2 separate regions of the Ovis aries genome follow, and region 1 is linked to region 2. The links are chromatin contacts, called in public Hi-C maps. All regions are on one chromosome and are shown on one strand. Each heading gives the region's core, a stretch centred on a gene start, on an enhancer-like site or on the middle of the called end of the contact. The rest is flanking DNA. Distances are from core to core; before and after follow the strand shown. Region 1 holds the start of NSMCE4A (NSE4 homolog A, SMC5-SMC6 complex component). Region 2 overlaps ATE1 (arginyltransferase 1).

The links. Hi-C and Micro-C count contacts between places; a contact is called where the count stands out from the background.
Region 1: a Hi-C map of hypothalamus shows a contact between it and region 2, with 2.1 times the contacts expected there. The contact joins the promoter of NSMCE4A here to the enhancer-like site in region 2. A contact is called at or near these places in 4 of 16 Hi-C or Micro-C datasets (blood, hypothalamus and tail adipose tissue).

Annotation. Positions count from the first base shown.
Region 1 is chr22:41,385,263-41,390,921 of ARS-UI_Ramb_v3.0, forward strand. NSMCE4A (NSE4 homolog A, SMC5-SMC6 complex component) reads right to left here and starts at 4,393. Exons shown (of 9, transcript XM_060404567.1): 1 at 4,010-4,393; 2 at 3,247-3,324; 3 at 596-726. The coding sequence starts at 4,301. It overlaps LOC132658392 (a long non-coding RNA gene), which reads left to right and starts at 902. Exons shown (of 2, transcript XR_009597994.1): 1 at 902-1,156; 2 at 1,700-3,256.
Region 2 is chr22:41,329,575-41,335,971 of ARS-UI_Ramb_v3.0, forward strand. The region is part of intron 7 of ATE1 (arginyltransferase 1); the gene reads right to left. Among named protein-coding and RNA genes, the nearest start is that of ATE1, 28 kb to the right of the region's middle. Within about 2 kb of position 2,742, at least 6 of the 54 cell types and tissues checked have an H3K27ac peak or open chromatin away from gene starts, as enhancers often do. A contact at or near this core is called in hypothalamus, where this site is marked.

The sequences.
Region 1 (5,659 bases), core at 3,143-5,642, 57 kb after region 2:
AAAAAAAAAGTAAAATACAAAGTTCAACTCATTGTGCTTTTTGGAGGCAAAAAATTCATCAAGCCAAAGTTTCAAAATTTCAGGTAACCACCATTCAATCATTAAGAGGCAAAGACAGTTGAATAAAACAACAACAAAAAACAAAAGCAGAACCCCAGTCATATTCGTATGGTTCTGAAATACTCTCAAAGACAAATCAAAACATGCCCCTCCCCCAGACGTAACTCATATCCAGCTGTACTTTGCCTGCATGTGGGTTTCTGCCCAGCCTAGCACAAAGGTCCCGGGTCACTGAGAATGAACTCCTGAACTGACAACCGAGTGAGGGAAAAAATGGCCATTTGAAATAAACAGCACCCTGAGTCTTAGAAGGCTAGGAGGTTTTCAAACTGCTCTCAATTCCCAACCTAGATTCCACCACATAGTTCGACTGTCATGTGTTTAATCTGGTAAGATCTCTCTGGAGGAATCTCAGGCCCAAACAAAAGGGAAAATGACGTGAAAACCATCTGCATATGGATATAAGCAAAGTGGGTAATTATACAATATGTGGCATGAAACATTTTTTATTACGATTCTGTAGCTTTGAACTTACTAGAGTTTCCACATATCGTAACATATCAAACGAGTTCAGATCAGAACGCAGCTGCTTTGCCTTCTCTTTGCCCAAATCTGAAGCCAGAACAAGAAAGTGGGCATCTAGGACTGCTTCTCTTGCTCGGGACACTATTCGAAAAAGAAGGAAAAGACACACATTACAACATACATGTTTATCCACAGGCATTTTCCCAAAACTTCCAACTGCACTTAACTCCCCATTTCCCATTGGACCAAAAGGAAAAAAAAAAATCTCAAACACACTCATCTCTGTGTAAAAACAGGTTCCCCTGGTCAGCTCACCAAAATCTGAAATCAAAGCTGATCAGTCTTCCTAAAAAGCCTGCTCTCTCTACTACACTGTTCCTGCTTCTGGGAACTGAATAAAAATCTCTTCATTAACTGCAGTTTAACAAAACCTCCGTCATCTCTAACACTGGCTCTTCGACCCTCAGACTCCAGTAACCCATCCAGGCACTATGAACACCTGTGTTGATGATGGAAGCCAAGCTGAATGCCCTCGTGTGTAAGGCGTTATGCTTGGGCGTGGCCAAGACCGGTAGGTAATAGGTATGTTGTCAAGGAGCTTCAGGTGCAGTTCCGTGCTGGGCAGGTAGCGGGAGAGGCAAACCCTGCCTGGCAGCACAGGTCCCACCAAATGAACAGCCTACAGGCAGCAGGGCCATGACCTCCGAGCATGGATGATCCAAAATGGGTCATCTTTTAACATTTAAGATAAGCTGCAGACAAGGATTTAAATAAAAGGAGACAAGCAGGAAATGGGGCCAGGAAACTGAAGATGAGGTTTGGTATGAGGGGGAGGGTTCATTAGAGGAAGACACAGGACTGAGGGGAATCGGTTTGACCAGGCCCCGAAAGGGAACAGGCAGTGTGGAACTGTGCTCCAGGAACACCAGCAAAGGCGAACTGAAAAAGCAGCCAAGAGACAAATCCGGCAGGCAGAGTTCAAACACGCCAATGCCTCTGCCTAGCTTGCTCCTCAAGGCCATTTCACTTGAATTTTTGATTGCCCAAACATTCCTCAGGCTGATGAACCCACTGACTCCAAGTTTTGTATTCATATGCATAATTTTCTCCCCAGTTTTATTTCAGGAGAATTACTGTGACCGTGACAATGAATGAGAGACAAGAGGCAAAAGCTAGGGACTAGTTCCTGGGCTGCTGCAGACCTGACCTCCCCTCCCCGCCGCCAGCCCGTCACTGCCACGAAAGCTGTGAGGAAAATGCCCATCTCCCACGGATGGATTCACATCTCTAGGAGCTGCAGAACATGCAGTCTGTATATATGGAGGATACAGAATCCTTTGTTGGCTGACTGTCTCCTAGGGCCTGGTTGAGTAACTGTGCCTTAAAAAGGCGACCCAGCTAGCATAGTAGAATTGGCCAAGCAGGAAATGATCTGTTAATCAACAACTTTTCAGCAGTGGGTGAATAATAGGGGACCAGGGATCAAGAGCAACCCTGAAGAGACAGCCTGGGCAGGGGGGTTCCCAGCTCAGAAGAGAAGAAAAAGCTAGAGAGAGTGGAGGAGGGGTTGCACCAAGTGAAAAGAAAGAAATGTTCTGGTTCTCAGAGAACATGTGGAGTGGTGGTGTCCAGGCAGCGGCCAGCTCTGTTGACTTCTTCACCTGCATGGGTCTGCACTCTCCTCTTCTGCTCCCATAGAATTTAGAGAAAGGCCAGGAGGGAAAAGTAGTCTGAGGACTTGTCCCCGGGCTCTGTGACCCAGTGCCCACACCATCAGGGGCTGCCTGACCTGTCCTGTCTTCAAACACAGAGACCCCTCTTAGCACTAACATTGCTGCTGCTTTTCATTCAAACCAAGCTTTTATTTCAGAGGCCCCTTCGCCCCCAACAATGCTAGAGTTCAGTGCTGAGATTCTTCTCTTTCTCAGGCCCCTCCCCTCACTGGAGACCAACAGGGCCACCTGTAGACCTGGCCATCCCCACTGGGTTATATTAGGTGGACCAAAACAAGGAGCTTAGGGACGGGAGGTCGGGAGGAAGGCAGGAAAAGAAACAGGATGTCAGAAGCCAGCTCAGTTCTTTCTTTAATACATCCAATGCATCCTAGGTAGTCAATAGAGTAGAAAGATAAGACATAAAAATTCTCAGCAGTCAATACAATAGAAATTTAATACACAGAAAGTTCTCAAACTTGAACAAGCAACAGAATCTCCTGGAGCGCCTGTTAAAACTGGCTGCTGCTCCCCACCCCCAAATAAAGCCCTTACTACTTGTTTGTACTTGTGAAAGTGAAAGTGAAATTGTGTCCAACTCGCCCACCAGGCTCCTCCGTCCATGGGATTCTCTAGGCAAGAATACTGGAGCGGGTTAACCATTTCCTTCTCCAGGGGATCGTCCCTGACCCAGGGATCGAACCCAGGTCTCCCGCATTGTGGGCAGACGCTTTAACCCCTGATCCATCAGGGAAGCAGTGCTTAGGGACTGATAAGTGCACAATCATAGAAGTGGTGCTACAAGGGAAAAGGTTCCAAAACTAGTAAAGCACTCTTATAAATATGGGGGTTGTTTGGTGTCAAGCATTCGGTTCTCATGCAAAACTAATTAAAATTACCCTAAAATATATGATCACAGAAAGCTTCCTTCCATAAAATAAAGAATTACCTTCATTAAAGAGAGTGTTGGCCTCTTCAAGGACCTCTGTTAACTTGTCGCTGGCATTCAATATATCCTCCCGGTTTTCTATTTTAAAAAAAATACAAACTTTGGGAAAGGTGCTCATCATAGGCTAACAAGTCATTGACAGAGTAACTAGCAGCAGCTGGAGAGCCAAGTCCCAGCCCCCACCCCCACCCCCCGGTGGAATTATTTTCAGCTGTATTTCTTTAACCAAAACGGCCTGACAACAGAAAAGATGACTACCCCATTAGCAGAATGAACTTGAAAAGGGGACCCACTTCGCTCCCCCTAACCTTCACCCATGGGCTTCCACGCCTTCTGCAGCCTCTAAAGAGCGCTCTTAATCAGAAGGACTCTCTAACTCTGCAAGCCACAGCTTGCACAGCCGGGCCACCCAGAGTTTCAGAATAGGTAGGTCCAGTACACTGGGGAATTTGCATTTCTGGCAGCTGCCTCGGGCGGGCGACTGCCGGCGGGGAACCGCTGGATCTAAGAAAATGCGCCCCGGCTCCTCGTGCCTCCTCTCCCTGGCTTCCAGACCGCGCCCGGCCTCGGGCGGTCCCGCCCCTGGGGGACTCGCGCGCCCCCGCCAAGGTCGTGCCTTGCGATCCGCACGACAGATGCGCGAGTGCCTCGTAAACCCCGAACCCGGGAACGGCCGGGCGGCGCGGGGCTGGTCCCGGGCTCCACGAACCAGCTGGGCCGCGCAGGGCCTGCGCGCCGTTCCCGCCTCGCTACCCTGCCTTACGTTGGACCGAGTTGATAAGCGCCCGGTACTGATGGCGGATCTGGCGGCACAGACTGGGGTCGGTCTCCTCCTCCAGGCTCGCCGGGTCTATCATCTCGTCCCCGGAATCCGACGGTTCGGTATCCTCCAAGCCCGGGCGCTCTGGGGCCTCCCTGCGCTCGGGCGCGGCGCCGCGGCGGGACCCGGGCGACAGCGGGGACCGCGAGCGGGAGCGGGAGCGGGTGCGATCCCGGTGCGGGTCGCGGCCCCGGCCCCGGCCCTCGGGCCGGCGGCCGCTGCTGTCCCCGGACATAGCGCCAAGCCTCCCTGCAACTTTGGAACGGCGGAAGTTCGCGCCAGAAACTGAAAGCCCTGCACACCCTAAGCGCCTGCTCCCCCCGGAACGCGGCTCCCTTGCCGGCGCGAGCGCACAGCGACGCCTGTGGCTGGAGGCCGGCGGCAGGGGCCGAGGCCGGGGGCGCAGTGGCTACAGCGCCGCCAGGCGGGCACCGGGCGGCTCAGGCCCCTGACTTTGCACGCCCCTGACGTTGGATACCCTGTGATCCCACTTTAGATGCTTATAATCTTCGTGGTCTGGTCCTCCGTGCCCACCTTATTAGACTTTCACCTTCCCCGGGGTCTCCCTGGCTCTCCCGGACCCAGCCACACCCTTAAAACAAATACTTAGCATTCTTGCAGCTGGAAATTCATTCCAAGCTCCAGACAGAAATATCTGGGACATTGCCAGGTAATGGGCACGCAGACCGTGTTTGTTGATCGAGTCTCCTGCAGTTAAGCAGGATGCGCGCTGGACATGGAGACGAAAGATGAGATTCTGCCACTCACTATCTGTGACCTTAGTTCCTTGAGCCATTATGGCAGGGACCCAGTGGAGTTTATGAACAGCTGGTAATCCCCCCTCCACTTTTTTTTTTTTTTTGAAAGTGAAAAGTGTTAATCGCTCAGTCCTGTCTAACTGTTTGGGACTTCATGGACTCCAGTAGCCTACCAGGCTCCTCTGTCTATAGAATTCTCCAGGCAAGAATACTGAAGTGGGTTCTTCAGTATACTGAAGAATACTGAAGTGGAAACCCTCAATTCCTGCATTGCAGACAGATTCTTTACTGTCTGAGTTTATTTTTGACTGCACTGGGCCCTTGTTGCTGGGCAGGCAGGCTTTCTCTAGTTGCCACCAGTGGGGGGCTTATCACTAGTTGTGGTTCTTGGGCTTCTCATTGCCTTGGCTTCTCTTGTTTTGGAGCATGGGTTATAGACTTCTGGGCTCAGTTGTGGCACAGGGGTTTGGTTGCCCTGTGGTATGTGGGATCCTCAGATGAATTCTTAACCACTGGACCACCAGGGAAGTCCCAATCCCACCTTTTTTGAGGACAGAACAACTGAACAAACAGAAAATTGACAAGGTTCCTTGATTTTCTTGGAGTAAACTCTGTTAACCATCGTTTTTAAATATCTACACCTTGACAGTTTATGTTCATATTTGGTCCTCAAGCTGAAAGATTCTAAAATACTTTTAAATGGGTCTAAAAACTATGAAATTATATTAATACAGTTTTAAAGATAAGTATATGAATCTCCCACGTATTTTGGATTGTATTGCAAATATTTCTCAAGAGTTCTTTTCGGTGCTGAGAACCCATTTTTTTTCAAAGG
Region 2 (6,397 bases), core at 1,492-3,991:
TTGCAGGTGGTATAATAGGATTTTAAAGAGTAAAATTACACGTTGATGAACCAAACTGAATGGTTTGAGTATTACTACTTCTTTCTTTTGAAAGAACTAATTCTAATATTAAAATTTAAAACATATGACATCTTTTAATTCAAACAAATATAAGAATTAAAATGGAAGAACAAAACGAGGAAAACTATAATTTGCAAATGCTGGCTGGACGAACCAGAAGTATCACTTGTTTGCCCTTGAGCTCAGTGTCTCTGATGCTTCCGAATGCCTTGTCATCGTCCACAGCCCAGCAACTCGTTTAGCTGATGATTATCTAGCCAAGCACCTTTGCCCTGACTTAGTTCTCACGAGCCCCATGTGCTGTTCTCCCCATGCTCACAAACGAGGAACCTGAAGAGCGGAAGCAGAGGAAGCAGAAACCTGCTCCAGGTAGTAAGTGGGGAAGACGAGACTTAAGCCAAGTGTCTGATCGGAGTCCACACTGTTACCCGTGATGCTCCTCAGACTATCTGATATCAATATTCTCATCCAAAATGTCCAGAACGATAAACACACCAAGGCTATCTACTAGTACTGGTATCATCTTCACACTATTCAAGCCAGATCATTTATCACAGGGCACGTCTCTCCTCCTGTAGGTGGTTAATCAAGAATCAGCATCCACTCAGTGCCACGCGTTAAATTTGACACCAAACATCCTGCTCAAACTCTCATTCTTTAGCTTCCAGAAGACAGTATAAGTAGCTACATATTAACTATAAACTATTAATATTAAAGTATACCTCAAGAGATCAGTTAGCAAACTACTCTAGAATTTCAGACATTCAAACCCCAGAAGAAAGCAAAACAGGTTAAAATGAGGACTCAAAAAGGCAGGTCCTAGTGCTTCTGTCCCCAGCGTGCAGAGGAAACCCTCCAGCTCCCTTTCCCATTTTCCCCTTGACTGTTAGTTAACTTCACTAACAATTAACTTGGTGATCCACTCTTCTCTTACACCTGTTCTGCCTTCCTTTAGTTACCCGCTGCTGACCTACTGTGTAATTTGCTCATTTAGTACAGCTACTCTCAAATGACTACCTCTGACCACTCCCTCCCACCCTAGGATGTGAGCGCCACAGGAGCAAGGGAACACTGATCTGACTTACTCACTCATTTGCTGACCAGAGCAAACGCCTCTCAGACACCACAAGGCACACAGCATGTGCTCAATAAATATTTTTACAAACACATCAAGAAACCACAAATTAGGAAGGGCAAGAATGCCAAACTAGACAAACACCGCAAAAACCAAGCACAGAAAGAGAAGGGAAACAGGATGAAATAGAGTCACTTTAGGGGAAAAAAAAGCAGTTAGTGTGAGGGCATGTGGTACACAGCAATGCTGTGAGGGCAGAGCATGCCTGTGGACAGGAGGACCACTGTCACAAGTCTTGCTCAGCGTTCTGGGACAGAAGGCAGGGAAGAACACGACACATTTGGAAAAGACTCATTTCAAATGGTCAGAATACATAAAATCTTAACAATGAAAATGTTTCAATTGTCTGGAAATTTTGCTTTATGTTGAACAGTTCATTCACTGGTGTCAGTTATTTGAGGTTAATTATTTCGGCCCACTTTTATGCTTTCACATGGCAACACCATGGTCTAGTGCAAAAAGCTCTTAAATTTGGAGACACTGCTCTGCCACTCACCACCTGTGTTACCCTAGACAAATTAATTCTCTAAGTAAGAGGAGTGAATCCATACCCTACCCATACCCTCTACACAATCATGAAGGTCCTATCTCTAATGCTTTATGATGCTACGATTTTATGATCTGAGACAAGTTTTGGAAATTCTTGACCTAAAGAAAGAACTTTTAGGAAAAAATGTTCCCACTGCTGGTTTAACTCTACCCCTATGCATCTTCCTCAGAATTAACAGTATGACATGGGGATAGAACCATGGCCTCTGCTCTAATTTAAGTAAATGATTTTACAACCTTGATGATTTAACTATTATTAATAAAAAATGTCATGCAGCACACCTCGAGAGAGATTATGACACAAAACTGTCCTGACTTAGGGGCTGCTCACAGGGGCCGCCTTCTGTCCCAGAACGCCGAGCAAGACTTGTGACAGTGGCCCTCCTGGCCGCAGGCGTGCTCTGCCCTCACAGCACTGCTGCGTACCACATGCCCTCACGCTGCCTTTTCTTCCCCTAAAGTTACTCTCTGTGGCTTTTTTGACTAAATTGTACAAATGTTGCCCTCTACTTCAAGCCCTCTACTTTACTCAAAAAGTAGCCTGAAAAAATATCTTAAGATTTCAAAATGCTCACCCTTTGCCATCACTCAAATTCTATTGATTATGACAGTTAGGTATTTATAAAATAGTATATACCTATCCTATACAAAATTGTCTGGTTCCTCTGCATAATTGAAGGAAAATGTCAGTACAATACACTGAATAAGTTTCTAAACATAGGCTGTTATTATTTTCATATACATAGAGTAAGGCTATTAAGAAGGGAAAACAAATCTGAAAGCTCCTCTCTAGGTTAAGTGCTGGAAAATACTTACATCTTTAACAAGCAAAGAATCATTTGTAATTATCATGTTCAATGCCTCAATGCAAAGTCAGTCTTATAAATGGCAGAAGAAAAACATCCATACTTCTTAGGCTGTAAAGACACACCCCATAGGGACCGAGCCTGATGTTCAGAGCAAACCTGTTCTGTATCTAGAGCACCACCTGGCGGCTGGAGTGAGACAACAGTCTGGTGCTCTCAACACACTACTGCTTCCTCTTAGTTCTCCAGGGGTCAGAAGAGACCCATGGCAACCTTCTATTTACCACGCTTACCGTCTTATCCTTCAGGCCTGACTCTAACACAACTTTCCCCAAAATAAATATCCCTCAGAAGCAGAGGTCTCCTGATGTGTGAGTCTCTCACAGTAAGTTCTCTGAACTAATTTTAGAAAACAGTGCTTTCTGAGAAAGCAGGATAGCATGAAATTACCTCAATCACTGTAACTTTTAAAGTTATGTAAGACTGCCTGATGGAATAAGCAGGAAAAAAAAGTATTTATAGATAAAAGAGCATAATTTCAGGGACAACAAACAAAAGGTGGCAAGCGGAAACAAGGCTAAGTGCTGACAGTGTTGAAGCTGGGCAATGGGCATACGGAGTTCACTGCACTATTATCTCTACAAACGCCTGAAATTTTCCATTTTAAGGTTCTTTATAATATTAAGGTAAAAATACATAATTCAGATTTATTAATCCTAGTGATGTCTCTCAAATAATATGTGAACTTCTTTCCAAAACGGCTTCTTAATCTAAAACTACTGTAAAAAACAAAGTTTGTTCATCTTTTTCTTTTTAAAAAGCCTGTTTAAAGATTTTACAATAAATGGTAAGTGACACCGTTGATGTCATGACTACCTACAAACAAACAGAGAGTAACTGTCTGGTGTTATTCAATTGTGTGCTTGTGGCCTAGGAAAACATTTCCACTATCTTCATCCATAGATTCAAAGAGCGCTGTGTTTCAAACAATCTAAAGAGAAACAAAGATGATGGGCTCTGTGACCTATGCCAGAAAAGTGACTTTACTGTTGACAAAGACATCGAGCAGGGGATAAACCACTTTCATCTCCCACCATCGTATTCTCTTGTTGCCAGCTTGTGAATGTGTGACACAAAAAAAGGGAAAATGAAAACATGGAACAGAGTGACCACGAAGCCTGATAACCTCCTCTGTTTAATTAGATAGAGAACAGCGTGCTTATAGGAGGGAGTTCTCTGTAGTACAGACCTGTGAAAGTGAAAAGCTAAGTCGCTCAGTCCTGTCTGACTCTGCGACCCCGTGGACTTATACAGTCCACGGAATTCTCCAAGCCAGAATACTGGAGTGGGTAGCCATTCCCTTCTCCAGGGGATCTTCCCAACCCAGGGATCGAACCCAGGTCTCCCGCATTGCAGGTGGATTCTTTACCAGCTGAGCCACAAGGGAAGCCCAGTATAGACCTGTAACAGGGACTTATTAAAAGGAGGCAGGTGTCCACTGCAGATAACAAAGCCACAGAACAAGCAGTTCAAGAAAGATCCTTGTGAACAATCCTTGTGAAGAATAAAGTCAGAGAAGTCACAACCCAAAGGCAGCATCTGCCCAGCCCCTCACCCCAACCAAGGAGTGGTCGGCAATGAAGAGGGGGCAGATAGCAACGGTGCCACCAGAGGGCCCTCCCCACATGACACCAGACGCGCCCAATACACTGCCACACAGCGACCTGACGAGCAAATCACTCAAGCCAGGCTTACTTTCCATACTAACCCCAACTGTATCTCAGGCAGTATACAAAGCTGGTTCGTGTCACATGAGCAGAGAATCGCAAGCTTGGTTTTGACTCCTTTTGTTCCGCTTTGTGTTCAGTTGTATACACAGTACCTCCAAATTCAAAAAGAGAGGAAGAGCTGTTCCGTATCAAACTATCTAAGCACTAAATGATACATATTTTTAAAAAAAAGGAGAGATAGGAATATATACTGCTCTTAAAATTTAAATTAAATTCCCTTTAATTCTATAATAATTCAACTATGATATGATATACACACATATAAACACAAAATCACATCACACGATTATCCTACAATGAGGACAGAAAGGGACACAGTGTAAGCCAACCTCTTGAGGACAGACTTCTTATAGACCAGACAAGGTCTAACCTATTGCTGCTTAAGAGTTTTATTAAGGAAATAAGCTGGACTCACTCATTAAATTTAATACAGCAGATCCCTATTCTAATTGAGAAAAATGTTGAGTCATTAAAGACACTCTTAGAAACATTATTTTTAAACCTCATCGTTATAAATATTCCTGGTCAGGACAACAGTCCTGTCGACTTCATGATCCCTTAGATGCTTCGGCTTACTTCTTTCCACTTTTCTGTTCCCATCAGCATCAGTCTCTCACCTGTTTCATTAAATTATATAAAGTATAAATACAAAATTCTTTATATACATTTCAGCTTATGATCACAGAGGTCACCCAAAATAAGACACTTCTTCCTAACATCCTTTCCATACTCTAAAAACTAAGGATACAAAAAAAAAAAAAAAAAATCCACAAAGTCTGAGACCAGCTCGTTTGGGAGTGCTATGGAGAAAGACATTCTCATACTCTGGAGTAAAGACAGTACAACCATGGAGGGAATTTGGCAATAACCAGCAAAATTCTATGAGCTCTTGTCCTTTGATGCACAGGTCAGATCAAGCAAAAAATACACTTCCACCCAAAGGCACAATGACAAAAGTATACTATCTAAAACAGCAGAAGATTAGAAACAAGTTCCAGTCCATTAACTAGGGATTGCGTGAATAAACTACAATACATCCAATCAAGGAAAAATAAAAACAACAAAGAATGATTCAACACACAAAAAGAGATAGAGCAAACAGAGAAAACTAACCCGTGTTGAATCTAGATGATGGAAACAAGGCAGTCAGTACAGCATTCTCTCAATTTCCCTTTGTCTGAAAGTCCATAATAAAATCTAGAAAACCATTCAGCCAATGCCTCAGAATTGTAATGCGACTACTGGAGCTATGGCTACAGCCTGTTCTTCACACAGTTTAGAAGAGCTGAGATCTACTGGCAGTGAATACTATTAGATAATGGTATTATCTATAACATAGTAAAATTTTAGCTAAAAATCCCATATTTGTATCCTATGGAATTACTTGTATTTTGAAAAATAAATATTCTTAAATGCTGGCTTTATATTGCATTATACAAAAGACAGGTCACAAATTACTCCTGCTTTATTTTATCTAGATAGTATTCTGTTTTGAAAATCTGGTATCTACCTGAATGACTGAACACAGTAATGGAAGCAAACGCACAGAATCACTTATGAAGTCTCATACAATCTCACCCCCTGCAATTATGTGCTGCTTTTCTAAAGATGTTACTGAAAAGAACTGACTTGCTGTTCTGGATGTCAAAGCAATCTATATTTATTTATAGCCTCATCAAATCTCTCAAAAAATAACCTACTTCTTGGGGTGCCTAAGTGATTTTATTTTACAGTTACCAACAGAGTTAAAAATGGATTTTCTGCATTGATATGGTTGCTTAAAGTTCCCAAGTTAGTATGCTGACTGTTATTTACTTCAAATGTTTTACAACAACAAAAGCAAAAATGTATTTTCTTGAACATAATTAAATTAGTTTGGCCCATTATATGGACAAAACCACAAAACAGAGCTGCTGCCTGGAGCCAGGAAAGCAGGTCAGATCATTTGAACTTTCCAGAGAACTTTTCTGGCTTTTCTTTGTCTCTGAGCACTGGAATACTAGCTGGTTACTCACGTAGAAAACTGTAGCCAAGTACAAGGAAAACTCCTGCTCCAC